3 separate regions of the Mus musculus genome follow, and regions 2 and 3 are each linked to region 1. A link is a contact called in public HiChIP or PLAC-seq and Micro-C data. All regions are on one chromosome and are shown on one strand. Each heading gives the region's core, a stretch centred on a gene start, on an enhancer-like site or on the middle of the called end of the contact. The rest is flanking DNA. Distances are from core to core; before and after follow the strand shown.

Region 1 (4,743 bases), core at 1,455-3,954:
CAGAGAAAGATGGGGCAGGCAGCGAGTAGGATTGTCCTAGCACTTGGCACAAGGAAATGCCATGCACAAACTCACCTTCATGTCTTCAAAATCAGTTATTCCCATCTGAGGAAGGTTGGAGCAGTTTACGTGGATGAGTTTTTGACCATTGATGAAGTTTTCAGTAAAACACTCCTGTCAATGCAAGAACAGCTCTTAAACATGCATTATGGCGACTGGAAGCAAAAAAGAGACAAAGCCACATTTTTGCTAATTTATTTATTTATTTTTTAATAGAAGTGCTGGGTTAAATTTCAGGCAGTGGCTTCAGTCTGCTTTTGCATGTTGTGTGTTGTAACTGATCTTTTTTTCTTCTTGAGACAATGACTTTGTGTGTGTGTGTGTGTGTGTGTGTGTGTGTGTGTGTGTGTGTGTGAGAAGGCAGGGTAGAGAAAAGCTATCACTCTTTGTTCCAGCTGAGCTGGAACTCAGTTTATAACCCAGGCTGGCCTCCAATCCCTGATGACCTGCCTGAATCTGTCTCCTGAGTGATAGCATTACAAAGACATTTTAAAATACAGAAGGTACAAAAGGTTTCAGATCCTGTTTTGTGACAACCTAATGCTGTAGTCAGCATCAATAAATTCAGAAGAGCACACTTGTTGTTGTTGTTGTTGATAAAACCAATTTGGGTGGATAGCTAATATGCATTAATACTTTTAAGTGTTTATAACACATATGACATATTTGGGCAGACAACTAAAAAGAGTATAAATTCAGGGTGAGGGCATTGCCAATGAGACATCTTAACAGAAAGACCTAATTTTGAACAAAATATATTAAAACTATAGATTTATATGCAAAGGGGACTCTATACATTTTTAAACCTCTATACAAGGAACAAAGAGAATTATAATAATTGGGATGAATAGGAAAATCAAATAAAACTTTTTCTTCTAAAATACTGTTTACTTATATCTATATATCTCAGTTATAGGCTGAACATGTGTTTGACATGTGCTAATGCAGGAGGTCCAATCTTCACTATCACACACACAAGACAGGAAAAGACACACAATCAAAACTGACTTCCCCCACAGTGCAGGACTTCTCTGTTAGAGGCAAGAGAACTTGTCAGTCATAGAGAAAAATGGGATTAGAGCATGTAACTTCAAAACCATTGCTTTTGTATATACCTTGTATTGAGGGAAGCCTAGATCACTAATCCACTCTGCAACCCTTTCTGGGCTCCAGGTAAGATGCTCAAACTCTGGGGTAAGACTTGGCTTGGTTTCTTTACGTCCTAGTAGCTCCACCTCCTGGGGTAACACTGTAGAATCCCTCAGTTCTGTCTGAGACTCTGAAGCATCAACGATTGGGAACAGTTCGTTCATGTCAGTCTGAAGGTCTTTGAGGAACTCCTGGGTTTCGTACAATGTACTGAAGGACTCTACGCTTTCTCTAGGAGATCCTACTATAAACTCAGTTTTAATCTTGGCTGGTAATGCTAGCTTATCTTTGCCTGCAGGATAATTAGGTTTGCTTGATTCTGGTTTGTCTTCCTTGGGGAGGTCTCTCTCCTCTTCTGGCTTGGGTTTATTTGGTAACTCTAGATTTTTCTCGGTTGGTTCTGGCTGCGACTTCTCTTGAATGTCTGGATCAGTTATCTGCTGTGGCTTGTCACCCGTTTTCTCCGTTGTCTTTATTAGTTTCTCCTTTGGAAATTCAGTCTGTGTTTGTAGCCCCGGGTCCTTGTCCTTACTTGGCTCTATTAATGTGTCCTTTAATTTAGACCTTTCACTTGATTTTCTCAGCTTGTGCTTTTGAGCTGATGGTTTCCGGTCCCCTAATGGTTCTGGAACTTTCTCCTTAATGGACTCTTCTTGTGTCTCCTCTTGGTCATCTAGTAGTTCTACAGTAATCTGTTCTAGCATCTCTGGAAATTTTTCATCAAAAGAGCTTTTTTGTGCTTTCTTTGAAGCCTTTAATGGTCTCTTTTGTGAGAGTTCTAGACTTGCTTCATCAATGGGTCTTCTTGATTCTTCTTCAAAATCCTCCAGTGGCCCTGAGACTTTCTTTTTAGTTGACTGTCTTAGTTTTTTGTCTGGGAACTTAGTCTGCTCAGGTTGCTCTGTGCCTGACTGCTCTGTGGACTTGAAGTGAGGTTTGAGATCTGCTTCCTCAGTAGACTTCCTTAGCTTCCGGTCTGGGAACTTAGGTTTAGTTACCTCATATGGCTCTGTACTTTTTTCTTTAATTGACTCTTTTTGTTTCTTTTCCGATTTGGTCATCTTGGATGGAGGTAGAGCTTCCTCTTCAACTGATTTTCTTAGTTTTTCACTTCGAATATCTGGTGTCTTCTGCTCTGGATCTATTTTTGTTGGTAGCTGTGTACCTGTTCTTGTAGGTGGTCCTTTGAACACACCTACTGAAACGTCCTGTCGTTGTAGGTCTGGCACCTCATGATTTTTACCTACGGGCACCAAATCCCCCTTGCGTGTCCTGGTTGGCTCTAGTGGCACATTTCCTACATTTCCTGGGTCTCGGTCAGTATTTGGGGACAGCTTAGAGCTTACCTCAAACAAGGTGTCTGCGTTAGCATTATGTAATTTACCAGATTTGGTTCTTTTAGGCTGCAGACTCAGACTCTCATCGGAGTCAGAATTATAATCTCCTGAGACTTCAGACATGTCAGTCGATGCGCCCAAGGCCTCCTAGCAACCTCAACTTCCGACAGCGTCTCTATGGATACCACGATTTCCGGCGGGGTTTTCCAGACTCTTCCCGAGATTTTGTCGATCCTTCCAAGTGCGGACTGTAAAAACCGGCGACCGAAAAAGCACGCCCCCCCCCCCCCCCGCCCCTCTCACGTGTCAGGCCAGCGCTACCCTCTGCCGCCCAGCCGCTCCTTCCGGCCCGTGGCTCGCTTCGGCTCCGCTCGGCTCTCCTCTGCCGCGCTCGCTTCGCCTTCGGCTGTTTCCGGAGCCGCAAGCCGCTGGCTGCGGAGCCGCTCCCGGCGCGGGCTGCAGATGTCGGACCGGCAGGCAGCTGAGGGGCCGGCCTTCTGGAGCCCCGCAGCTCGCCGAGGGTCGGCGGGCGGCGTCGGGGACCGACGGGGAGTGGAGGAGAGCCAGGCGGCCGCCTCAGGTACGCAAGGCCCCGGGCGCTGCAAGGGTGGGTGCCTCTGGGCTCGGGGCCGCGCACCTCGGGCGACCGGGGTCCCCACCGTCACGGGGCCCGCGGCTGCGCTCGAGGTCGTTTTCTACGCGGTTTGGAAATGCCCTGGTTCCAGTCCCGCTCCCTTTCTCGGAGCACCCGGCTTGGCAGTCCGGCTCCTTCCGCCGCGCCTCTTTGGCTTCAGTCGGGGTCCGCATCCCACCTCCATTCCCGCCGCTCTCACCCCTGCCCCTGTCTTTGGCTCTCCGCGCGACCCCACCTGCCTTTCCGCGCGCTCCTGCCGGCGTCTGCTGGGGCGCCCGCCTTCCTCTCAGAACCCCGCTTTGCCCTAGCGTAGGCCCCCGCGCCCAACCTCCGTCCCTTGCATCCTTGAGAGTGGGAGAGATGGAAAGCAGCCAGAATAAGGAGGCTTTGAGGTCTCGAAGGAGCCTGATAGTGAAAGCAAAGGCAGGAACTAGAGGCTGCAGTAGAAATTTTGGTGATGTCTCTCGTTCTCCGAGATCCACCCCTCCTCTTGCTTGGGCCGGTGTCTCCATTTCAGACCACACAAGTTCCTTCGTGTGATTTTACTTAAGTGTCCAAAAGCTATAGGCACAGTCTATCGCGCTGTTACCTTTCAGCCTTGTGACCATCACAGGGGCGTGCGACTAAAAGGATACTTTAGAGGGGAGAGATCTGGTCACACTAAGTGCAAGTGATTGGTTTTATCGAGATCTCAAAGTAGCTGTCACAGTGACTGAGGTACTGCTGTGGATTCCTGATGCTTAGTTGGAATGTGAATCCTCACTTTTAGTGCCCTTGGACAATTGGTTAAACTTCTCTAAACATGTCTGAGTTTCCTCTTGTATAAGATGTGGGTTCTAAAAGTACCTGTGCCTTACAGCATCGGTGGGAGGATCGTGAGCCACTGTGACTAAAGTACTTGATGTGCAACCCAAGATGCCCGCTGTACAAAGCAATTGGAGGAGATTAAAGTCTGATTTAGTACAACTAAATTACTAGAAAAGGTATTCCTGGTTGCTATCTTTCAACATAGTGGCTTTTCTCCATGCCCCTGGTGTGTGGTGCTGCACGAGCACCCCTCCCCCCCCAGCTGTGAATCACGGACAATATTTTTATTGAAAACATCCTAATACATTTTGTCTTTTCTATTTTTAAGGGTTTTTTTTTTGTGCTCTGTGGTAAACAATGCTAACATATATTTGATATTATGGTAATAAAAATTCTAATTAGGGTGGGATGTAGTTAAGCGGTAGAGTTCATTTTCGAGGCCCTGGGTTAGTCCCTAGTGCTACCAAGAAAGAAAAGGGGAAAAAAATTAAGTGTACTTTCTGAAAGATTATAAAGATTAAACATATAAGCCCTTATACAGGTATATGTTTTATAAGCACCTGTCCCTTATATGTGCCAATAATTATAAATTACATACACATTAACTTGTCTTTCATTTTCTCACTTTGTGGTGAACATACCCGAGTGTCTTTGCTTTATATCAGATCTATTTTCTAACATATTCCTGGAGTGCTCTTAACACCTTGTGTTTCAAATGTTTGTTGGGTGGGAAGTTCTGCAAATATCTGGCTGAAT
Region 2 (4,743 bases), core at 821-3,320, 210 kb before region 1:
TGTCCGGGAACCCTTGCACCCTGAACTCAGTTGAATACCAAGCAACATCCAGATGGACTGAGAACATGTGCTTACGAAGCAAGAGTCAGCTAAGCAAGGAAAAACAAACGCCCTCAGCACTCAGGAAGCAGAGGCAGGAGGATCACTGCAAGTTCATGACCAGCCGGGTCTACCTAACAAGTTCCAGACCAGCCAAGGCTACAATAGCGGTGGGGGCGGGGGTGGGGGGTGGAAAGCTGGAGGAACAGAAGTTCAAGAGTACCCTCAATAGATTAAGTCCCAGGCCAACTTGGACTGCATGGTATTCTGTCATGAAAAAACAGAACGTAAAAGAAATGTCTTTTTAAATGTAAAAACGAGAGATAGCAGAGAGCTTATTGGTGATTTCTGTGGTGGTCCACACAGAGAGAAGTCACGAAATGCAATGGAGCTGCCCATAAGCCAAGGGAAGACTTCAGAATAAAACCTTACCAGGCCCTTGGTCTTGGGTTTCTAGCCTACAGAGCTGTGAGTAAGAAGTTGCCAGTGCGCCGGGCATGATGGCACACGCCTTTAATCCCAGCACTTGGGAAGCAGAGGCAGGCGGGTTTCTGAGTTCGAGGCCAGTCTGGTCTACAAAGTGAGTTCCAAGACAGCCAGGGCTACACAGAGAAACCCTGTCTCGAAAAAACCAAAAAAAGAAAAACAAAAGAAAAAAACAAGTTAAGTGCCAGTGCCTGAGCCCTTCCATTTGTGTTTATTTATTTTATTACTGCATCCCAGAAAGGCTAAGCTCTCTGCACTTCAGGTCCTGGTAGCACCCCGCTGTTTCACCCTGACTTACTACTTCCTGTGGACTTCTCAGCTCTTCTATCAACAATTCCTGGCATTAACCTCGCTCTGTTTGGAGTAGTTTTTGTACTGATATCCTTTTTCTTGGTTGGACCTGTTGTGACTGACTGCCCTCTAAGCAGAGCCACTGCCATCATGGGGAAACTCCAGCCGGTGCCCCTTTGCACAAGGATCACCCATCCCAGCTGGGGTTGTTGACACAGGGGGCCTGGGGATGGTCACCAAGGCCCCCATCTTGAGTATTCAGTTGTTCCCTAGCACTTGTTATATGCAACCACGCCTTAATTGTACACAGCTTCTGGGAGGGGCTAGAGTATAGGGGGCGGGGCTCATCCTTGCTGGATAAAGCCTTTCCAGGTACAGCCTGTTGCCCAGAGCAGCAACCACACCCTGTAAGTGACTCGTCATCCCTGAAGCACAATAGACTTGCTGGTTCCCCAGTTTTTCTTTGGAGCCTTAGAAGGGGCATATGTTCTTTCTCCTTCTGGGAAGAAGTTTTAGCAACAGGACCACTTATCATTCTTGCAGGCATTCCATGAGCTGTCCTCCATTTAATTATAGTCATGGGAAATACAATGTGATACCTAAGATTGAATTCTAAATCAGCGCTGCGAATGCATCTCAGTGGGTAGCACTTGGTTGGTATAAGATGTCAGCACTGCAAAAAAAATAAAATAAAAAAATAAAAAACAATTATACTGGCCCACATTTGAAGCTTGATTGCATCCATTTGCCAACGGTATTGTATTAGTTTCCCCATGCCTCATTTTTCTCATCTGCAGAATGGGGACAATCCCAAAAAGCCATCCAACAGAGCAAAGAGTTTTTGCCTTAGGTGTGAACCAATAAAATAGGAGAAAGGACAGAGGCTGGAGAGAAGGTGACAGTGTAACTTCCAGTGTTCTCATAATTCACAAGGTAGATGGGTGCTCTCTGGCAACACTATGGTCTCTTGGGATGTGGCCTAGAGATATGATTATAGTCCTCCACAATGCTCAGAGCAGTGACTAGAAAGTATGGAACTCTTCATAAGTCACAGTGTTCTTGGTTTTGTAATTCCACAGAATTCCTTACATGAAGCCTGTCCTTTCTTCCACGCCTCCCAAGGCGAGCCCTGATCTTGTCTTTGGTGTCTGAGCTTTTTCCAAAGGATTTGGAACTCCTCTTCCCTTCCCTCCTCCCTCTTACACACCCAACGTTGACCCTAGTGTTTGACCTGATCTCTCATCCAAAGGAAGTGCTCAGAACTCCAGAACAAAGGTCAACAGGCCATTCCGGTAAAGGGCTAGGCACTCACTGTCCCTAACAGGTCCAGCAGTTGGAACATTGTCCTTCCTTGTTCTTTCCAGCATAAAAACGAATCCATCGGTAACAATTCCGTGGAATAAAGGCACAACAGAAGTGCACAAGTTCCTTCCTCTTGCATGATCCTCTTAGCGTCCGTGCATTTGTGCGTGTGCACTGCGGGTCCTCAACCTGTGGCTGAAGTGTTTCCCGTGCGGTGGCTCTTTCTCCAGAGAGGCTGCGACGTCAATCTACAAGAATGCAAAGGAGGAGGAGGGAGGGTTGCCAGCCAGTCTCTGTTCCCAGAAACCACGCCTGCTGCACTGAGATCTGGCGTCCCTGATGATTTCCTTCCTCATGTGCATCCTCTATCCTCCTCCTGTTTCACATGCAGAGGCCCCTGAGCCGTGCTGGAGATGGTGCCCTTCTCCCCTGGTCCCCCTGCCGGTCCCCTTTCAAAGGGTCACGGGAGGATTCTGCCACCCTCTTCTCTGGTCTCTGCAAGAACCGCTGTCAAGGCTAACCCAAATCTGTTTCAGTGAACTTTCTAGAGAGAAAGGTTGTCGCCATTAAGTGCCTAGGAACGCGTAAAACAGGCAGTCCCTTTGCGATGGAAGCCTAAAATAACTAGCTGACCTAATTTTCACCCTCTGTGGGGAGCAGAGAACCATTGGGGGTGGAAAGACCTTGTCCTCGGTTTCCTGGTGACAATGTTTTCTAGTCTAGACCTATTCCCTTCCTTCCTCTTTTATCATTGTTCTTCCTTATTCCTCAGTCAAATCCTTAAGAACCTGGAAATGGGTCAGGCAGTGGTGGCGCACGCCTATAATCCTAGCACTTGAGAGGCAGAGGCAGGCAGATTTCTGAGTTCGAGGCTAGCCTGGTCTACAGAGTGAGTTCCAGGACAGCCAGGACTACACAGAGAAACCCTGTCTCGAGAAACAAAACAAAACAAAACACCCCAAAGAACCTAGAAATGAAGCCTATCCGGTAGAGGACCTCTTAGCCTATGCATGAGTGTGGCGCGTGCGTCCACGCACGCGCGCGCGCACACACACACACACACACACACACACACACACACACACACACACACGGCAGGAGGATCAGAAGTTCAGGGGTCATCCCTGACTACATAGTGATATCCAGCAGCCTGAACTACAATGAGATTCTGTTTCAAAAGGGACTGAAATTGTCCCCTTAATTGTCACAACTTGTGGGTTGTGACCCCTTAAGAGGTCAAATGACCCTATCACAGGGGTCACCTAAGACCATGGAAAATACACATACTTACATTCTGTTTCACAATAGTAGCAAAATTACAGTTATGATGTAGCAACAAAAATAACTACAGTTGGGGGGTCACCACTACAGGAGGAACTGGTTTTTTTTTTTTTTTTTAAGCATTTATTTTTATTTATACACTGTAGCTGTCCTCAGACACACACCAGAAGAGTGCATTGGATCCCATTACAGATGGTTGTGAGCCACCATGTGGTTGCTGGGAATTGAATTCAGGACCTCTGGAAAAGCAGTCGGTGCTTTTAACTGGTGAGCCATCTCTCCAGCCCCAGGAGGAAGTGTATTAAAGGGTCACAGCTTTGGGACGGTTGAGATCCACTGCATTAGAGCAAACTTGTAGTGTGACTAGGGTCTTTAATCCTAGACCTTTGAAGGTTGAGGCAGGAGGCAGAGTTTGAGGTCAACCTGTTTTTTTTTGGTTTTGTTGTTGTTTTTTTTTTTTTTTTTTTTTTTTTTTTTTAAGAGAGGAAGAAACAGAGGAATTTCCCATCTGAGTTGGTTTATACTGGATTCAGCCATTCCACCACTGGAGTCTTTCTCCTACCCCTTCCTACTTTACCTCTCCTAGTGCATATACTCTTTCTGTTTCAATATAAAACAGTGGACACTCCAGAACCTATGCCTGCTTTTTCCTAAGAAATTCCTGGGCCTAGAAGCCAGCCTGGTGTATAGAGTTGGTTCCAGGACTAGATGTGGTGACATATGCCTTTTATCCCAATCCTGGAGGCAGAGGCAGGCAGATTTCTGTGAGTTCAAGGCCAGCTTTGTCTATAGAATGAGTTCCAGAACAGCTGGGACTAAACAGAGAAACCCTGTCTCAAAAACAAACAAATAAACAAACAAATAATTATACCCATATTATTATATTGCCCATAACAAGACCATATTGCAAAAAAATTAAATAAATAAGATTAAAATCTTCTATACTCTCCTGGGGTAGGTCTTTCACAGTCGAATTTAAGCATGTGCCTTCAGTCCCATGGCCTTGTTCACTGGGCCTGGGTGTAGATGACTCAAAGCCAAATCCACACATTCTCTCTTCTGGGCTTTGAAATGAGGCTCCATTAGTAGTTATAGGCCTAGTCACCTAGGATACAGGAAAGCCAGACCCGGCTCTCCCTGTGGAATGTTGAGTCTGCAGAGAGAGCTGAGGACTGATGCAATCCTCAGAGACAAGTAGAGGTGAGGCCAGAGGAGCGGCTGCACCCAGCAATGGGATGGCTTTCCTACTTCCTCAGTTCAGGAGTAGCTGCTCTTGGCTCCCTCGTAGCTCACAGTGAGCATGGCTTGCATCTGTATGGATGTGAACATATCTGAGAAAAAATA
Region 3 (4,743 bases), core at 1,612-4,111, 190 kb before region 1:
TAAGTGTCAATCAAACCTCTTAGCTTCTCTTTCAACCAGATTTCTGCCCTGAGCACCTCCACTGCCTATGGGAATCTGATAGCCGCTGTCATCCAGTGTCCCACTTTGGAACTCCTCCTTCTCCTCCCTCCTACTCTTTTCCCTCCTCCTTTTTTTTTTTATTTTTTTTTTTTTTTGGTTTTTCGAGACAGGGTTTCTCTGTATAGCCCTGGCTGTCCTGGACCTCACTTTGTAGACCAGGTTGGCCTCGAACTCAGAAATCCACCTGCCTCTGCCTCCCGAGTGCTGAGATTAAAGGCGTGCGCCACCACACCCGGCTCCTTTTTTTTTTTTTTTAAGATTTATTTATTTATTACTATATGTAAGTACACTGTCTTCAGACACACCAGGAGATGGCGTTAGATCCCATTACAGATGTTTGTGAGCCACCATGTGGTTGCTGGGATTTGAACTCAGAACCTTTGGAAGAGCAGTCAGTGCTCCTCCTCTTTCTTTCTTTCTGTCTGTCTTTCTTTTTTTTTCTTTCCTTCTTTCTTTGCTTTTCTTTCTTCTTCTCCTCTTTCTCCTCCTCCTCTTCCTTCTTATTCTTCAAAAGGTTGCCCTTCTATTTTATTTAACTTCATGTATATCTTTTCAGGGCATCCGATTATTGGTAAAGATGCTCATGATCTGCCAGGTAGGTTTAGGCACTCAAATCTTCATCCTCTGGAAGAGCAGCCAAAACACTGAGCCATCTCTTCATGCCATATCTTGATTTTTGAAAGTAAGCTTCATAAGGCATACACTTCTTTGTGTGTCCATGTGTTTACGTGTATGTGCATGACAGTCAGATGTCAGCATCGGGTATCTTCCCTAATTGTTCTCTACTTTTCTTTTTCTTCTTTTTTTCCTTTCTTCTTTCCTTCCTTCTTTCTTTCTTTCTTTTTTTTTTTCAAGAATGGGTTTCTCTGTGTAGCCTTGGCTATTCTGGACCTGTTCTGTAGACCAGGCTGGCCTGAACTCACAGAAATCTGCCTGCCTGCCTCTGCCTCCTGAGGGCTGGAATCAAAGGCATATGCCACCATCACCCATCATCTCTACCTTATTTTTGAGACAGGGTCTTTGCCTGACATTGGAACTCACCAATTCAGTTAGACCAGCTGGCCAGAGAACTCTAGGAACCCTTTCATCTCTGTGTCCTAAGCATGGGGATTTTAACTAGATGCTCAAAATCTGGACTTAACTCCTCTTGTTTTCCTGGTAGTATTTCACTGATTGAGTTACTTATCCCCACCCCATCATGTTTAAGACAGGGACTCCTATATCCCAGGCTAGCTTGGACAGGTTATATATACAAAGATTATCTTGAACATCTACACTCCTGCCTCTACCTCAGGAGTGCTGAGACTGTATCAATGCATTACTATGCTTAGCTTAAAGGCATACAGAGCTTTTTTTTTTTTTTAAAAAAAAAACTTTTAAAAAGGAGATTTTAATTTATGTCTGTGAGTGTCTTGTCTGCATGTATGTATGTGCACCAAGTTTGTGTCTGGTGCCCTGGGAAATCAGAATAAGGCTTTGATTCCTCTGGCACTGGAGTTATAGATAGCTGTGAGCCACCATGTGGGTGCTAGAACCAAATCCAGGTACTCTGGACAAGCAGTGTCCAGTACTTCACTGCTGAGCCATCTCTCCAGGCCCCATAGAGTTCTTTTTGATTCTCGTGTTCACTTTTGAGATCAAAGGGTTTGTGACTTGAAAGTTTTGTCCTTGCTCCACTTGCTGTTAAGAGTACCTCTTCTAAATCAAGCAAAACAAATAACCTTGCCAACGCAGTTCTAAAGCTCCAGGGGAGAAGGGGTTGTGTGACACAGGGATTCACACAGATGCATTCGGCAATTAATAATAACCAGCACTTAATGAATACTTACTAATTGCCAGGTCCTAAGCAAAATACATTACAGGCATTAACTCATTAGATTCTCTTATGGCAACTGTTATTATCCCCCTGAGCAGAGGAACATAGAGGTCACTCAGCTAGTAGGTGAGGCAGCCAGGATTCAAACCTAGACTGAGTCATACTCTTAATTATGACATTGATTTTTTTTTTTATGGGTAACTAAAGGTCTTTGTAATGCTGAAATGTAGATCAATTTCTTTTGCTACTGATTTGGATTAGGTATTGTGATAGGTGTCCAGCGCTTTACTAATGTAATTCTGGCAAATGAGTCCATGAAGCAGGAAGAATTTTAAAAGAACTTGGCTCCTAAAGGAGTTAATTCCTCAAGTTTCAGTTTCAGTTATCACAAGATCTGGAAACAGATCAAGTCTCCTGACTTTCAAGGAAAGTCTTCAAAGGAAATTGCCCTAGGAAAACCCGGATAGAAACAAGTGATGTGCGCGCGAGGCGTTCGCGTAGTTCACAATGAAGAACAGTGAGAGACTGTCAAAAAGGCTATTCTATTAACACCCACAGAGGAATTTGCTAATGAAATAAAGGAGCTGCCTGTCTTGGGCTCGGATTCAACCTGAGAACCTCTCGGGAGGAAGGGCACAGAGGGCAACCACCACCAGTGCTAGAGAACCGGGAACAGGCTCTGGAAATAGGCTCAGCCCCTGTTTCTTTCTCCACACTCTAATTGGCTGTTCCTTTCCGGGCTCCGCCTCCTTCTCAACCTGGACCAGTAGGCGGCAAAGCTCCACCTACGACCTGGCTAGGGCTCCAATCAATTGCTCAGTTCTCGAGTTCCTCTGAAGAAGTCCCCTTGATGTCTGCAAGCCGCTTTTCCCTTGCTCTTAATTCGCCAGAATCAGCATGAGATCCGCCCCTCTCGCCTTTGGATTGGTCAATAGCCGATAGACCCCGCCCCATGTTCCCTCCGGCTGCCGGGCTTCGGCGAGCCCCGTCTTCTCGGGTGGCCCCGCCCTCGCGTGACGGCCGGACCGGGAATTGGCAGCGGCGCTGCAGCCATTTCCGGTTTCGGAGAGGTGGGTGCGGTGCGGAGCGGGAGTTGGCTCCGCCGCCACCTCCAGAGCCTGTCCTGCTGCCGGGTGCTGCCGGGAGGATGCGGCCGGAGCCCGGAGGCTGCTGCTGCCGCCGCCCGATGCGGGCGAACGGCTGCGTCAAGAACGGGGAAGTGAGGAACGGGTACTTGAGGAGCAGCACCGCCACCGTCGCGGCTGCCGGCCAGGTACGATGGGATCGAGAGGCTGGGCGAGATCGGGGCGGTGGGCCGGGACCCCCGCGAGCCGATGCCCGGGCTGGGCCGGGCCGGGCCGGGGAGGACGGGCAGCCGCGCGGGCCGGTCAGTGGCCGGCTGGCGGCTGGGCGCGGCTCAGGTGTGCTGAGCGACGGGGAGCCGGCGCTGGCTGGGCCTCCCCCCTGAGCGGGAGGGAGACTCAAGGGCAGCGCGGGACTCTACAACTATGTGGGGCTCCCTCACCGTGAGGGGCTCCTCGGTTCTGCCCGCTTCTCCAGTTATTCGAGCCTTCCCAGTACTACCCGGCTCCGCAGCGATGAGCTGTGGTTCTCTGCCCTGCGGGGGTCCCAAGGTTTACCTGGTTTCTTAGGTGTGCGGTGTCCCCTAGTTCTGCCTGGCTCTCCAGCCTCCCGGGGCTCCTCAGCCACGCGGGACTCCTGAGGTCTGCCCGGCTCCTCAGCATTTGCTGTTCTGAAGGGCCCTGGAGGCTGGGCTTCCTCTGCAAGTCTCTGGTTCTTAACCATGTGGATCACGCAAAAAAAAAAAAAAAAAAGTGCAGGCCGCTCCTAGTGGGAAGCAGAGGAAATCTTTCCCTCGAAGTCCGGCGATACTTTCTCGGGTTCCTGCCCGGGTCCCCTCGAGTACATGCTTCCTGTAGAGTCTTGCAGCCCCAAAAGGAAGCTGACGCTCTGAGAAAGTTAGGCAGTGCAGTTGTGGAAGCACAACCGGACAGCCTCTTCCTATCACGTTCTGGACTTCCTTTATGGGGAAAACCTTGGCAGGGAACCTCCTCGGGGGTCTTGTCTTGAAAATTGTCCCGTTGTGCGATTGGTGAGACCCCCATCCCACCATCCAGATAGGATTTTAGGTGGCCCCTTCACGGCGCAATAGAGCTATCGTGGAGGGCGTTGCTTAATCCAGTGGTAAGTTGTCATGAGTCCTTGTATTAATTAACTGAAGTTGAATCATCAACCATATCCATGAACTTCTAAACTATCTTACAGAATTCTGAATTCCTAGCAGTATTTTGCTTGTTTCCAGACATGGTTTCTCTGAGTAACAGCCCTCTCAGGCTGTTCTGCTTTGTAGACTAAGCCTGACTTCCAACTTAAAAGAGATCTGCCTTTGCCTCCCAAGAGCAACTAAGACCCCAACACCTGGCTTTCCTGACAGTTTTATTTATTTATTTATTTTCTGAGACAGGGTTTCTCTGTGTAGCCCTGGCTGTCCTGGAACTCACTGTGTTGACCAGGCTGGCCTCGAACTCACAGACCTGCCTCTGCCTCCCAAGTGCTAGGATTCAAGGCATGTGCTACTCTACCCCCTGGCTCCTGGCAGTATTTTTTAAACCAATTATGCAAATATCGGGAAGAATGGTTTTAAAAGTTGCTCGTTCCCCTTAGCAGGAGTGTGATTGGTGTAGTTTTGATAGGTCAGTGACCCTATTTCATCTTCAACATAGATACTAAGCAATAGCAACCTGTCCCCTACCTGAATCAGTAACTCTGATAGATGTGTTAATCCTGTGGTATGAAAGGGTTATCTTCAAGTCTTATGACCCTGG

The links. A called contact is a pair of places that touch in the nucleus more often than the background predicts. HiChIP or PLAC-seq counts read pairs in DNA pulled down with a chosen protein or histone mark.
Region 2: a Micro-C map of embryonic stem cells shows a contact between it and region 1, with 2.5 times the contacts expected there. The contact joins the enhancer-like site here to the promoter of Samd15 in region 1. A contact is called at or near these places in 5 of 39 promoter capture datasets (the HPC-7 cell line, cranial neural crest, embryonic stem cells and 2 more), 4 of 484 Hi-C or Micro-C datasets (CD4 T cells, embryonic stem cells and natural killer cells), 3 of 115 datasets of contacts at active chromatin or transcription factors (bone marrow-derived macrophages and embryonic stem cells) and 2 of 9 other capture datasets (adipose tissue and liver).
Region 3: an H3K4me3 HiChIP or PLAC-seq map of embryonic stem cells shows a contact between it and region 1, with 20 read pairs. The contact joins the promoter of Sptlc2 here to the promoter of Samd15 in region 1. A contact is called at or near these places in 4 of 39 promoter capture datasets (the HPC-7 cell line, hippocampal neurons, neural stem cells and 1 more), 10 of 484 Hi-C or Micro-C datasets (CD4 T cells, CD8 T cells, LSK cells and 5 more), 11 of 115 datasets of contacts at active chromatin or transcription factors (the SCID.adh cell line, bone marrow-derived macrophages, effector CD8 T cells and 3 more) and 4 of 9 other capture datasets (adipose tissue, embryonic stem cells, liver and 1 more).

The regions. Positions count from the first base shown.
Region 1 is chr12:87,198,469-87,203,211 of GRCm38.p6, reverse strand. It overlaps Samd15 (sterile alpha motif domain containing 15), which reads right to left and starts at 2,704. Exons shown (of 4, transcript NM_001290288.2): 1 at 1,176-2,704; 2 at 76-174. The coding sequence starts at 2,669. Tmed8 (transmembrane p24 trafficking protein 8) reads left to right here and starts at 2,983. Exons shown (of 6, transcript NM_001033475.3): 1 at 2,983-3,126. The coding sequence starts at 3,009.
Region 2 is chr12:87,405,753-87,410,495 of GRCm38.p6, reverse strand. It overlaps Gm33444 (a long non-coding RNA gene), which reads right to left. Exons shown (of 3, transcript XR_381803.4): 2 at 2,129-2,366; 3 at 1-1,489. Among named protein-coding and RNA genes, the nearest start is that of Sptlc2, 20 kb to the right of the region's middle. Within about 2 kb of position 2,070, at least 155 of the 459 cell types and tissues checked have an H3K27ac peak or open chromatin away from gene starts, as enhancers often do. A contact at or near this core is called in the HPC-7 cell line, adipose tissue, bone marrow-derived macrophages and 2 more, where this site is marked.
Region 3 is chr12:87,386,473-87,391,215 of GRCm38.p6, reverse strand. Sptlc2 (serine palmitoyltransferase, long chain base subunit 2) reads left to right here and starts at 2,861. Exons shown (of 12, transcript NM_011479.4): 1 at 2,861-3,170. The coding sequence starts at 3,045. It overlaps Gm33444 (a long non-coding RNA gene), which reads right to left. Exons shown (of 3, transcript XR_381803.4): 1 at 3,538-4,743.